Regions from separate parts of the Zea mays genome. Here region 1 is linked to region 2. The links are chromatin contacts, called in public Hi-C maps. All regions are on one chromosome and are shown on one strand. Each heading gives the region's core, a stretch centred on a gene start, on an enhancer-like site or on the middle of the called end of the contact. The rest is flanking DNA. Distances are from core to core; before and after follow the strand shown.

Region 1 (7,103 bases), core at 2,505-5,004, 270 kb before region 2:
GGCCTACTCCATGTCCTACGTGGTGGTCTCCTACGCCGTGGGGATCATCCAGGACGGGCCCTTCCGCGGCGAGACGTTCGTGCTCTGGGCGGCCGCGCTGCTGCTCATCCAGGCGAGCGCGTACTCGGCGCCCGTGCACAGCCGCCGCGACGTGGACCAGCGCAAGAAGCTGCTGCTGCAGCACGTCCTCCAGACGGGCCTCGTGCTCTGGCTCATCGTCAACGCCACCGGCCACAACGCCAGCTACCGCGCCGCCATCTGGGCGTTCTGGGCGCTCAACGTGCTCAAGACGGCTGCCAAGATAGCCGAGATGATCGAGGTCAGCCGCCCCGACCTGTCTGTCAGGGTTGTCGCCGAGTACATGGCCGAGTACATGGCTGAGGCTGACGGCGTCCAGCAGCAGCCTGCAGCTGACCCCGCCACCATGCAAGGGTACGCGTACATCTTCCACGGCGAGGAGGTGATGGAGCCGGTCATCCACACCGGCGGCCACCGCGTCCGGGAAAACATGCTCTCCCAGAGCGCCGTCAAGTCGGTCGTCACGATCGACCAAGTTTACCAGTGGATCGATCAGCAGCCGGACAGCGATGTCGAGAAGGACAGGGCCAAGGACTTCTGCCTCGCGTTCGCCCTGTTCAAGCTGCTGAAGCGCCGGTTCTACGGGTACGTTCCGGCGGAGGCCGGCTCGGAGAAGGCGCGCAGCCTCGTCCTCAACGGGCTCATCCACATGGACGCCACCGGCCCTGACGCCGCCTTCCGGGTCGTCGAGGCGGAGCTCGCCTTCCTCTACGACTTCTTCTACACCAGGAACATTGTGCTGGTGGGAGCCAAGACGTACATCTGCATCGCCGTTGCCGTGGCGGGGCTGACCATGTGGACGGCGTTCTTCGGCACGCTCGGCCCCGGCTACCACCGCCTCCACATCGGCGTGCGCAACCTCGACCGCTCCGTCACCATGCTCCTTGTCGTGATCACCGCGGGCCTTGAGGTGTTCCAGGCGGTGGCCGGCTTCTCCTCCAACTGGAGGTACGTTAAGACCGTGTACCGCTGCGTGCGCGACGACCGGCGGTGGTCGGGGCGGCGGCTGGGCCACCACCTGTGGTGGAAGCAGAGCATCGCGCCGCCGGAGACGAGGTACTGGGAAGACAAGGTCGGCCAGTACGTGCTCCTGAAGCGATTCGAACGCCGGCCGTGTAACCTGCTCTCGTGGCTGACGCTTTACCTGGTGGAGCCGCGTCGGCAGGGCCAGAAGCGGGGCAGGAGGAAGCCGCTGCCTCCCGAGGTGAAGCGCGCCGTGCTCCTCTGGCTCAAACAGAACCATTGCCACCTCAGCAATGGTGTGGCGACACTGCGAAAGCACCATCTGTTGCCGCGTCTGGCATGGGCGTGCAGGCTTCCCATGGTCACCGATCAGATCTTGGCGTGGCACGTGGTCACCACGAGCTGTGACTGGTCTTATAGTTTCCGTCCAGCTGGCCGCTTCGCAGCCGGTGACGACCACCATCGGCTCGTCGCGAAGAAGTTGTCCAACTACTGCGCCTACCTGGTGGCGTTCGTGCCGGAGATGCTGCCGGACCCCAGCTACAACGCCGAGCAGATATTCGACACGGCGGTGCAGCAGGCGCGGGACCACCTGGACGGCTGCAAAACGCATAGCAGCATAATCGCCAGGCTAGAGGAGATGGAGATCGCAGAGCGGCCGTACGTGCAGCCGTGCAGGAAAGTGGCACATACGATAGAGCCGTCGGCGCCACCGTCATCGAGAGGGCGGCGGTGCTTTGGGGGCAGCTCAGGGCGGCCTTTGGAGTCGACGACGCGCGGCGGTGGGAGGTGCTGGCCGAGTTCTGGACGGAGCTCGTGCTGTTCCTCGCGCCATCGGACAACGTGGACATTCACGCTGAGATGCTCGGCGCCGGCGGCGAGTTCATGACGCAGCTGTGGGCGCTGCTGTCTCATGCCGGCGTCCTGGAGCGACCACCAATCATGCAGAGGCAATGACGGAGTGATTATTACTGAGTTTGTCTATGTATCATTCGAGTGTTTAGAATGCCGTTGTCATACGATTTTTCAACGAGCACGGCTACAATTACGAGTCTAGTGGTAAACTGAGGTACGACACTAAAATTATCTAGTAATTCATGATTTATTAATCCAAAACAAGAGACAACAACAACCATATATCAACGTTGGTATTTAAGTCACACATGTCAACTCTACATGAAGCACTTCTCATTTTCAACCTATTAGATCCACATCAAACGTTTAGTATCAAATGGGTGAGAGAACAAAATTACAGCTAAAATTTTAGACGCGAACTCTCATTTATATATATATAAAAAATCACCGGTAAGTGCATCCCGCAGAATAGATAAAAATAAAACAAATTGAAGAGATCAGACAGTAGATAAAGAAGTGTACGCCAGATTTGATGGCCAAACTTTGCGCGTCACGGTGTCACAAACAACCGGGTGTTGTTTAACATTACTCTCATTGAACGATAAACCTGAAAAAATAATCTATTTGCAGATCTGCGCGTCTCTATGTCTAGACTTGACATGGTTAGATCCCACAACACCTAATTTTTATAAGTTTGTGTTTGGTTAGAGAGTCAACTATAGTAGACCGGCTCCATTCCAGGTTTTTAAAATGGGTCGTTCTATTCTGCGTTCTATTTTTTTGTTTGATTGAATAGTAGAATATAACGAAGTCGTTACGTTCTTTGTTTGTTTGGAGAGCCATATGAGTGCAGAGAAGAGGAGAGGGAGGAAAGCGCTCTAGTCGTTTTGGTGGAGCAGGAGTATTCCAACTATTTATGGTTATTTTTTATGTGTAGACTCCAAGAGCCACTCTACTCCTCTTTTATTGGAAACCAAACATTTAGAAAATAGGAATATAGCTGCTCCATCCTCCTCCACTTCTTAACCAAACACACCCTAATTAAGTTATGCACAGTACGCTGCCCTGGATGGCCTTGCTTTCCTAAGGGGAGTCCGATGATAAGAGTTTTGACGGATCCAGAAAGAATTTTCTATGTCTAGTACGTATGATGTTAAAGTCTTTGTTGCTAGTTCTCGGTATTACAAAACGGAGCGCTTGACCTTCCTGAGAATAGAACGACAGAAAACGTGTGGTGAGTGAGTGTATAATCGATGACAAAGGTGGATAATCTCACATTAACTTCATGAGAGAGTTGAAGATATATATTTGTGAAGTACCATTTTGGCTGCTTTTATAGATTTGGTGAAGCTGTGAGTGTTTACCTAGAGTTATGTGAAGTTAAGCTAGATTTTGCAAAGTGAAACAGTGCTAAACAGTCCTTAGAATACATCAGTCATATCAAAATAGTTTATTCTACCATTAGTTTTTTCTCTATGTGTACAACTACTGGAGGAAGTGCTTCCATATAGGTGATAGAAGTTGTATCAAAATTTCCAATTATGTAGGCTAGGTTGACCCTTAGACTCATTTTAGAGAAGATATAATATTGAAGCAGTGTAGAGTCCTCAACTCTTGGCTGTCTAAATCAGTTGTGGCCGTCAAAAACTTCGCTTCTAAATTCATCTATGTAAGAATCGTTTATATGAAAATTGTTTAAATTAAGATGAATATAAAATTTATCGAGTGGTCAAATTGAAGGAATCTAGAAGAAATCTAATGATTTCTAAAACTTAAACTCTGATTTGGAGGTTGAAAAAAACTGTCTAATGATTCTTAGTTTTTTTTCCAGAAAAAAGCTGTCCAAACAGACCCAATGTTTGGTTTGGATGCGTGCGTGCATCATAGCCAAACCACGGCATCGGGTATCCACCATTCCAGCTCCGGGCCAGGAAAAAACTCTGTACTGCGTTCACCTTGCCTTTTCTTCTCCCGTTCACCCCGCCCCGCGTGCGCTCTCTCCCTCTCGCGGGGACGACTGGGCGACCGCCGCCGCCCAAGCCAGGAGCCAGGTCTTCGTCGGACCCTTCGCTGGTGACGAGGACCTACCAGGTATGCCCGCCCCTTTTGCCCCCCTCCTGCTGTGCGAAACCGAGAGCCCAAACCCTAACTTAAGCTATTTGGTCATCTGTATTCGGATCTGATCTAATTATAAGTAGCTTGATTAAAAGAACAAGTGTATATACGTATTATGGCCACTAACTTCGATTTTTGTTTGAAAAAAAATGATTTTTGTTTACACCCCTGTCCCTTGCTGGGTCCGTCCCAGTCTGAATCCTGTAATCAGTGCTGGAGCATGTATATTTTTTTAGATGATTACTGGTGAGTGGTCACAGCACCCCCCCCCCCCTCCCCGGTTTGTAGGGGAGTACAAACCTGGGAAGCATGGGTTTATAATAAAACTATTTGGCACGAGTGCTAATTTTCCAGGGACCTAATAAAGATGCTTTCTGAATTGCTGGGTGCTGATTTTCTACCAGGCCATAATATTTTTTCACCCATTCACGCGTTTGGTGTGTGAACTGATTTTGTTCTGCATACAGCTGCGAATAAGGTTGTCTGGAGCGGTCGTGGATTTTGTGGATGGCAGGTTCTGCAGTAACAGATGATTCAGCTGCTAGCACAACTGGAATGAGGGATGATGAACGCAGTCTCTCTGGCGAGTCCTTCTCCGAGTGGAGGTCCTGTGAGCGGGCAGACAGTGACACCCCTTCAACATCCCCACCCTTCTGGGATAGCGATGGTGATGATGATGATCCTGGTGCGTGAATGCACTTGATCTAATGCCTGTTACTTTGGTGTGCTAAATGATTTTGTTCTACATGGCCAAAATTTCATTGACCTACTTATGATTAACATAGTAGATACAGTAGCTTGTTCCCGAAGTCTTGACATCTTACAAAAGCTCTGGTTAAAAAGTTTTTAGCTTTAAGGGAGAGTGTGCATTTTGTTTATTCATCTATTGTCGCATGCTAGCTGAAGGCCTATATATAGTGAACTGACCATTCTTACCGTTGCTAAAGGGACTGGTATTGCTTCCTCCATCAATATTTTAGATAGTGTTCTAGAAGGTAGAATATGCTGCTACCTAGGCGTTTATCGCCACCATTCTGCCACACAAGAGCACAGTCGATAGTCTGGGCAGTTTTATCGACTAGGTGGTCCGAGTTGGTGACTAATTGGGCTAGGAATGTGGGGCTTGTGCCAGCTGGTTGGGAGGAGGATGAAAAGGTGCAGATGGAAACGTGGAAGAAGGGGGATGGTGGTCAGTTAGCGGCAGTTTTTATGAAGCAGAGGTGGGGTCTACTTCTTGAAAACCTTTAAATTGTTGGTTTCTACCGGTCATGAAGTGGTGAGGAGGAAACCGGGAGGTGGAGGTGGGCAAGGAGGTAGTTGTGGCGATGACAGCTGCGGAGTGGAGGATGGAAGAAAGAGCTTTTGGTCATTCTGGGCATCTTGCTTAGTCCGGGTCCATTGTTCAAAAGTGGAAACATATTTTAGTCCAAGAAAAATAACCATTGTTGGCACTGGGAGAGTAGTAGTTGGTCTATTAGGAATATAAGTGCGTGTCTTATCAGAAATGAAATTTTAGTATTTTCCAGTTATGTAAGGTCCAAACTTCAGAAAAGGTACCTGTTTTAGCATTGGGGGCATACCAATTGGTCCATTAGGCAGTGCCATAGCACGTGAGGTTACTTGACATTATTCAGACGGACAGACACCATAGTGAATGGTGCATTGGTGCTTATGACTGACTCACATTTGCTATCTAGTCCGCTGACTGATAGTATACCTGTATGATGCTTCAATTCATCCGCTGACTGATAATATCTGTCACTTATGGGAAAAAACATAGATAGCGGTCAAGTCAAAATGGCAGACGAGTCTTTTTTTTAACGTGGCAGATGAGTCTTATCTCTGATCATATTCAGATTGCATACACAGTAGAGTTTGAAATAAATAAGATGAGTTTTTTTGCCACAAATTATCCTATGAACAAAGAAAACTTTATGAGTCCACTTTCATTTTTTATTGAGAGCATCCAGATGACCTTGATTACTGCCACTCTGCCTTACCTTTTGTAAATGTTAATAATATGCCACTTATGTAGACTTCGTTTTTTGGAGTACTAAACTGCAATAGAACTTTCTAAAAGTTTGTTTGTCATGCTTTTTTTCTCTACACTCTACAGGAGAGCTGCATATATCATTATATTAAGAAGAAGAAAGGGGTTTAAAACTCGTACAGCACCGGACCAACCCACTTCGAAGCACTTACACTAACACGCCTATTACAAGGATGAAAACATGACTGCAACCTAGGAGAAAACTAGCCACCATCTGGTGCAAATGCAGCGAGATAAGAAATACCTTGAACCTGTCCAGACCCCACAATGCTGTTCTTCTCTAGCGAGTGACAAAACTCCAGCTAGATTAAGAATGCCATAAAACACACACAAGCTGCAATGATACCAAATTGACCAAGCACCCAAAATGATAGAATTGAGCTCTTTTTTGACCTGATGATCATCATCTCTTTCATTTTTTCTAGCCCACCAATCATCAAAAGAAAGATCATCAGGTTGTGGGGTTAGATCCTGCAGTCTAACCTTTTGCAATATGCTGAAACACACTTGGCGAGCAAAAACACAAGATGTAAGAAGATGATCAATTTTCTGCTGAGCCTGATCACAACGGTGACAACGCTGAGGGTGTTGTAGTCCCCGATGTTGGCTGCTCAACGCTTACTAATTTTGCATGCTGATCATGACCTAATTAATTTTAGCCTCTATTTTCTGTTGCTGCAAGGATAATATAGGTTCTTTCCCTGATTTCAAGTCTACATTTTATTGCTCATAATTGTTTTCAAAGATAACATGCTGTTTCCTAAGTTCTAAAGTTTTGTTTTGTGCTATCCATAGCTCATTTGGTTGAATTATCTTAACAGGCCCCAAGCCTTCAGAATTGTTTGGACGTTACACTTGGAGGATTGAAAACTTCTCGAAGGAGAAGAAAAGAGAAATGAAAAGTGAGCCATTTGAAGCTGGTGGTTACAAATGGTAAAGTTCTTGATGGCATTATTTGGAAAACATTGTCTTGATGTTTCTCTTTTTTGCCCTTTTCTTTTTTCTCGAACGACGTAGGAGAGCTGCTTGTCATTTTATTAAG
Region 2 (6,386 bases), core at 240-2,739:
AGAAACGGGGCGATTTTATGGAGTGTTCGGTTTGGGGAATCAACACATTCTAGTTCGGGCAATACATCATTAGTCCATTCATCAAATTTAGTGGAATGAACATATTCCTCATACTAATACTAATTATTAGCTTGTAAGGAATGAGGTGGTGACAGATTAATTCATTCTATTCCACAAACCAAACAAAAACTGATGATGGACTATTTTACTCCACAAACCAAACACCCCTTTAACAAGTTTCTATCCCACAAGAATATAGCCAGAAATGTATATGCTACAACATATGATGATTAATATTATAATTGTACCAAACAAAACCATTGTGCTAAATAAAATGGTATCATTAGAACTAAGCATCAATGGATATCTGCCATGCAAGAACAAAGGCAAGTAATGTCTCTGGGCAGTAAAATTGATTCCAATCATAGATAGAGATGCTTCATTTAAGCAGTGTAGAGCTGTGAATCTGGATCCTACCTTGGTTAGATTCGGAGAAAACACACATAGGAACGAAATCTTTGAACATATTCAAAGAGTAGCTCTTAGGTGTATTCCCGGTGTTAGTTTGAGCCAATTCCATCTTGAACTGTCATTGCAATAGCATGATGTAAGAATGGTAGGTGCCAAAACATATACATGAAACAAACAGATAGTGAGCAGCATTAATACCAAGGAATTCGATTATGTCATCTGGTCTTAAAATTAGTCACCTAACAATTTGCAATCACACTTTCAACAAGATCGATGTGTGACATGTAGCGTATCTAGACCACAGCAACTATGCAATCAACTGGAATATGAACACTTGCTTTCGTTGAATACAAATTTAGTTTATCCACGATAACAGTGAATTATTCCTCTTGTTCTTCCTGCGGTCCAGTGAGTCTACCAATCTGTTTCGTGCCAAATATACAGCCAATCCAGTATAGTCAAAACCAGTCCTGCATCTAGAAACAAAATTTAGGGCTCCCACCCCCATCCATATGCATATTTCTCACCAACCCTTGAAGTAACTCAAACAGGACAACAGGTACACAATTTTTTCGAGCATACGCCTTCAGTGTAGTAGCCAATTAAGCAAAGACAGGATTTCAAAAATTCCCCACCAGTTCGCTCCTGGAGATTCTAGAATTTATAGCCGAATCACGGGGAAGGGACCAGCAGGGTGGAGAGGATTGTGGGTACTTGCCTGGAGCGTAGGCTCTTCCGGGCGTTCTTCTTGGCGCAACAGGTCAAGGGAAAGGACGACCTTGGCAACGACGGGGTTGGCGTTGGCAGCATCGGAGGAAGAGGCGGAGGCGGCCTGCCAGGCGCGGGAAACGACCGGGGGGCACTTCATGAGCCACACGGAGCGGTCGGCCCGAGCCGTCTCCAGGTACTCGGCTTCCTCATCCATCGTTCTTGCTGCCGCGGCGCGACTCATATCCGCAAGGCTCTCGTGCTACTCCGGCTCGGACTTGAGAACGGCGTCGCTAGGGCTCCGCGAGCGACGGTCGATCTGACGCTGCGGAGGGACCGAGGGAGCGAAGACGGAGGCACGTGCGAGTGTGCGACGCTGATGCGTGAGTGCGGGACGGTTCCGCGCCGAGGGCAGGCCAAGAAAGGCTTCCAATTACAATTAGGCTGTCAAAACTCCCCTATTTCATCCACCATCTCCTCTCTTATTTTAGACTTTAATCTACTGTTATCTACACAAATATCTTATTTACTATGATCCACTAAAAACCTTTTGATAAAAACGGTCCCACACGGTATCATATATACGAAAACTTCAAACTTCAAATATTGCTCCTAAGTTTAATACTCATCCTAAATGAGCAATCAAGTGAAGAGTTCTCCCTTCTTCTCTCTTCTGCATCCTAACTTGGTTTTCGTTTTCACTAACATAAATTATAAACCAAGTTTGTGTTGTTTAGAGTTAATTTCGCAGAATCATCTATTCATCGCCTCTAGGTGCTCTCAACCATCCTCTTGACTATACTAATGTTTGTCTGTGCAAGCATATCACCGGTGTGTGGATATGCATGTCCATGGCCCCGCACATTTTTAGCTCCACCTGAGCACGACCCGATCTATTGTCTATCGGACCTGTGTCATTCTGACCTAATTATCATGTCGATGCTCTCTTTGGAGCTATCATTCGAAGGTCAAGATCTAAACACCAATTTCTCCCGGTTCTTCTGTCATTGTGAACTCTCTTATATAAAAGTAAAAGTAAGTAGGTAGCACATAGAAGCTAGCAAGTATATACACCTTCGATCAACACAAATTGCTAGAGTCACTTATCAAATATAATTTTTAACGTTGCAACACGCGAATATTATATTATTTAGGGTTTAGGGTTCGGTCAAACAAATTGTCAGAGTCACTTGTCAAATATACTAGTCGGTTGCCCGTGCGTTGCGACAGCTTACAACAATACCCACGTAAACTATCCATCAAAAAAATTTCAAGATTTTTTATTGATTGTCTCCGCTCTCTGTATAATATATTTTTTGATTTGGCTAACTGATGTTATTGTTTACTCCATGCAAATATGTCTTGGTACAACACGGCCAATGAAGTGAGCGATTAGAAGAGAGTTCACAACGATTGACTGAATGAACAGAGATTATAAAATGACATAATTCCATCACACAGAGACCAAATAAAAGAGTTTGTGAGATCAAGTTTCTAAAATAAGTCTCATAAAGTCAAACTTATAAAAAAGATAGATTAAAATATAGAGTGATTGCTAAAGTCGGGCATCAATAAAAACTAGATGCGCTCCACGTAAATTATGCTACTTCGTAGCAATTACTAACGTTTAAAACCAACAAATAACCTTTCATTTTGTTGTTAGTGTGACAAATCATTGTTGCTCTATCCAATTCAGCAACCTCAAATACCATGTAGTCCATTGCGCCAATGTGGTCTCAGAAACGACCTAGTGCTGCAAGAGCCAAGAACGTCGTGACATGCTTGAGCTGTAGCCTCGGCCCGTAGTGCCGGCCCAGTCCGACACGATTATTTTTTTATTTTACAAAAAGGTATATACCTATATACAATTTATATTCAATATTAAAAATATCTTAACGTGATGTTTTACTGGTTAAACAGTTTCACCCAGTGTCTCCCACCCCTCTTCCATTAGGGCATGGGTTTCAAACCCCACCCCATGCACTATTTTTTAACATTTTACGCTGATTTAATTAAATGGATCGACGGGCTAACGGGCTGGCCCGACACAGTTAGCAGACCGACATGACGTGTCTGTGCCATAGTTGTGGCCCGCGTGCATCTAGCTCGTGTCGGGCGTCGTTACGCTGCTTTAATTAAATGGATCGACGGGCTAACGGGCTGGCCCGACACAGTTAGCAGACCGGCATGACGTGCCTGTGCCATAGTTGTGGCCCGCATGCATCTAGCCCGTACCGGGCGTCGTTTGGCATCTATAGACGTGCAACGGATTAATTTGAAATAACTTTTTTTTGGTTATTTGTAAAAAAATGACGCATGACGACCGTTGAAACTGATGCTTTAAGTATATAAAGTATAGAATTTTTAAAAATATTAAATATAGTCTAATTGTAAAATTAATTAGACAAATGAAGATTACAACACTTAATAATTTATTAAACCTAATTAAGTCTATATATAGGGTGTGTTTGGTTTCTCTACACTAAAATTTAGTACATATCACGACGAATGTTTGAAGACCGGTTTTAAATATTAAATAAAGTCTAATTATAAATCTAATCGCAAGATGAAGACTAAACGATTAGATATATTTACTAAGCCTAATTAAATCTATATAAGCATGTATTTAATAATCATTCCGGTTTAAACTATAGTCAGAAAAACTAAACAACTTCTTAATAATCATGATTGATATTCTATTAGTTGATATGGTATAAACTAAACTTTAGTCATCTAACTCAAAACACTTTCCAACTCTTCACTCGTCTCTCTTCCCTTCGCCCATCTCTCTTCCAAGCTCTGAGTTCTGATTCTGACCCAGACGGGGAATAATCAGACTCCTCGCATCCCCTCTCTTCTCTCTTCACCCCGTCGCCGTCCCGTTACTCGATTCGAGGGCGCGACCCTTCCCCATCTCTCTTGCCTCGCCTTGCCGGCGGCGCCAATCCCAGGGCTCGCGTCGGGAGTGCCCAACTTCTCCACAGTGGCCGTTCCGCCGCGGCGCCCGCAGGTGGGCGATGCGATCGGATGAGTTGGCGGCGGCGGCGGCGCTTCGTGGAAAGGAGGAGGAGGGGGGCCTTGTGCTTTCCCGCGGCGGTGCTATCCCCGCCGCATCCGCCCCTCGGAGCCGGTGATGGCCCCGACCGCGGAGCCGTCTTCGCGGCCGCCCCAATGGCGCCCCCGCACGGGCCCACCCCCGGGGCTGAAGAACCTCGGCAACACATGCTACCTCAACAGCGTCCTACAGTGCCTCGCGTCCACGCCGCCCCTCGCCACGTTCTGCCTCGCCTCTCGCCACTCCAACCAGTGTAGGAAACCCTAGCGCCCGCTTTACCACTTGCGCGCTCTTTTTTTTTCCGCAACTCATCAAGTGGTTGATTTTGGTTTGTTTGCTGGTAGGCAAGAAGGTGTTCCCGAATAGGGACAATGACTGCGCGCTATGCGTGCTTGAGCGGCAGATTGCTCGGCTGCTTCGGGCAGATGCTGGGGCGCTCGATTCCCCAGCAAAGGTTATCCGCTGCATGCCCCTATTTGCCGAGCACTTCAGGTGGGGGCGCCAGGAGGATGCACACGAGTTCCTCCGCTATGTCGTAGATGCCTGTCACACTGCTGACCTCCGCATGCGCAAGGGGTTACGTGCAGCAGCTGCCAGTGGAAACTGTGGTGAGGATGTCCGGGGGCAGGGGGTTTGTCTGGTTATGAGGGAGACATTTGGCGGGGCATTACTGAGTCAAGTGAAGTGCCTTGAGTGCAAGGGAGAATCTAACAAGACTGATGAGATAATGGATATCAGTCTCGATCTACCTGGGAGCAGTTCTGTTGCTGATGCCCTTTCCCGCTTCTTTCATCCGGAGACCTTGGATGGCGCAAACAAATATTGCTGTGAAAGGTATGCTGTTCTTTATCTAAAAAGGAACAAATGGTTCCTAGACGAAGGTTCTATGTACTGCAAGAATTTTCACTGTTTACTTGCTAAAGATGCAAAAGCCGTTTTACGATGCTTTAGGGTTGATAATAATATTTTCAGTGGAAACAAAATCATGTAGGAAGTTTCACCAGCCTCTTCTCTTGCAATCTAATTTTTTTTCCTGTAGGCAAATGTTGCTGTTCCCTTAGTATTCAAATCCATAGGAATGTAAATGTTAGTTTGGACCTCTTGAAATTACCCTACTTGGCTACTTTTTTGGAGAAGGAAAAGCTTACTATTCCTTTCTCGGGAAAGTTTATATGTTGTCATTTTCACCAAGGCAAAGCTAACTCTGGTAATCTCTCTAGCTTATGACTGCTTACTATAGATTTTTTTTAAGAATACTACAGAACAAAGTTGGTGTGACCCCAACCATGGATCCTTGTGATTGTTCCAAAACTGGTGAAAATGCCTTTTAAGCTCTTTTGAGTCTCTTTCCAAATTGAAATTGTCAAAATCATAGTCACAACATTCCCGGGTCATTGGGGGTTGAGGAACGGGGTCGTGGGTCGAGGTCGACATTTTCAAAAAGTGGGGGATGAGGGGGGTATACCTCTTTGGGACGTGAATCTTAGAGTTGGTACGTGACCCCAAGCTCAAGGGGTCTACGATCCCGGATCATTGTATTGGGACGAAGGTCGTGATCCAAACAATACACAAAGCTGCTGTCATATCTTCCTCCACGAAGCTGCTGGATGTAATGGCTAGTCGGCCGGTGGGGCACGCGCCGCATGCCACGAAGCCGCGGGCGAGTGTGCACGACCAGTGTCATGACGGCGACGGCAGATGCGGATGGCCAACGGCATGACAATGGCGGATGTGCACAGCCTGGAGCACGGCAGCGGTAAGCCTTTCCCAGATCCTCAACCTGTGATTTTGCCCATCCGTTCTTTGCTTCTTGGAAGTTGGAACTGCGAACCTTGGGTGCTGAATACGTTGATTCGTCGAACCTATTGCTTGTTCATTGAACTTTGGGTTTTGTGTACGCCGACCCATTGACTAATTGATTCGCTCGGTACGGTGAACCACCGGCGTTTGGGATGACGACGTGGGGTGACCCCGACCCGCGATTTGGGTCATCCTTTCCGGGTCATGGAACACGGCTTCGACCCCGTTTCCTGTGACTATGGTTAAAATGTAGACCAGCCAATGTATTAGTATTTGTTTATAGTATATGAAAAACTTGTCTCGAATCGATATCGTCTTTCATGATGTGATGATAATTTCATGTGCTTCTCTT

Evidence for each region. Hi-C and Micro-C count contacts between places; a contact is called where the count stands out from the background.
Region 1: a contact with region 2 is called in a Hi-C map of leaf, with 6 times the contacts expected there. The contact joins the promoter of LOC100383243 here to the promoter of LOC100216909 in region 2. A contact is called at or near these places in 6 of 25 Hi-C or Micro-C datasets (bundle sheath, ear, leaf and 1 more).

Annotation. Positions count from the first base shown.
Region 1 is chr8:125,333,347-125,340,449 of Zm-B73-REFERENCE-NAM-5.0, reverse strand. LOC100383243 reads left to right here and starts at 3,754. Exons shown (of 13, transcript XM_020542256.2): 1 at 3,754-3,987; 2 at 4,479-4,696; 3 at 6,883-6,994. The coding sequence starts at 4,519. It overlaps LOC103635833, which reads left to right. Exons shown (of 1, transcript XM_020543383.2): 1 at 1-2,071. The coding sequence ends at 1,930.
Region 2 is chr8:125,058,101-125,064,486 of Zm-B73-REFERENCE-NAM-5.0, reverse strand. LOC100216909 (Transcription initiation factor IIF beta subunit) reads right to left here and starts at 1,489. Exons shown (of 7, transcript NM_001143295.1): 1 at 1,190-1,489; 2 at 478-586. The coding sequence starts at 1,423. It overlaps LOC103635830 (ubiquitin carboxyl-terminal hydrolase 25), which reads left to right and starts at 3,595. Exons shown (of 10, transcript XR_004852025.1): 1 at 3,595-4,487; 2 at 4,579-5,068.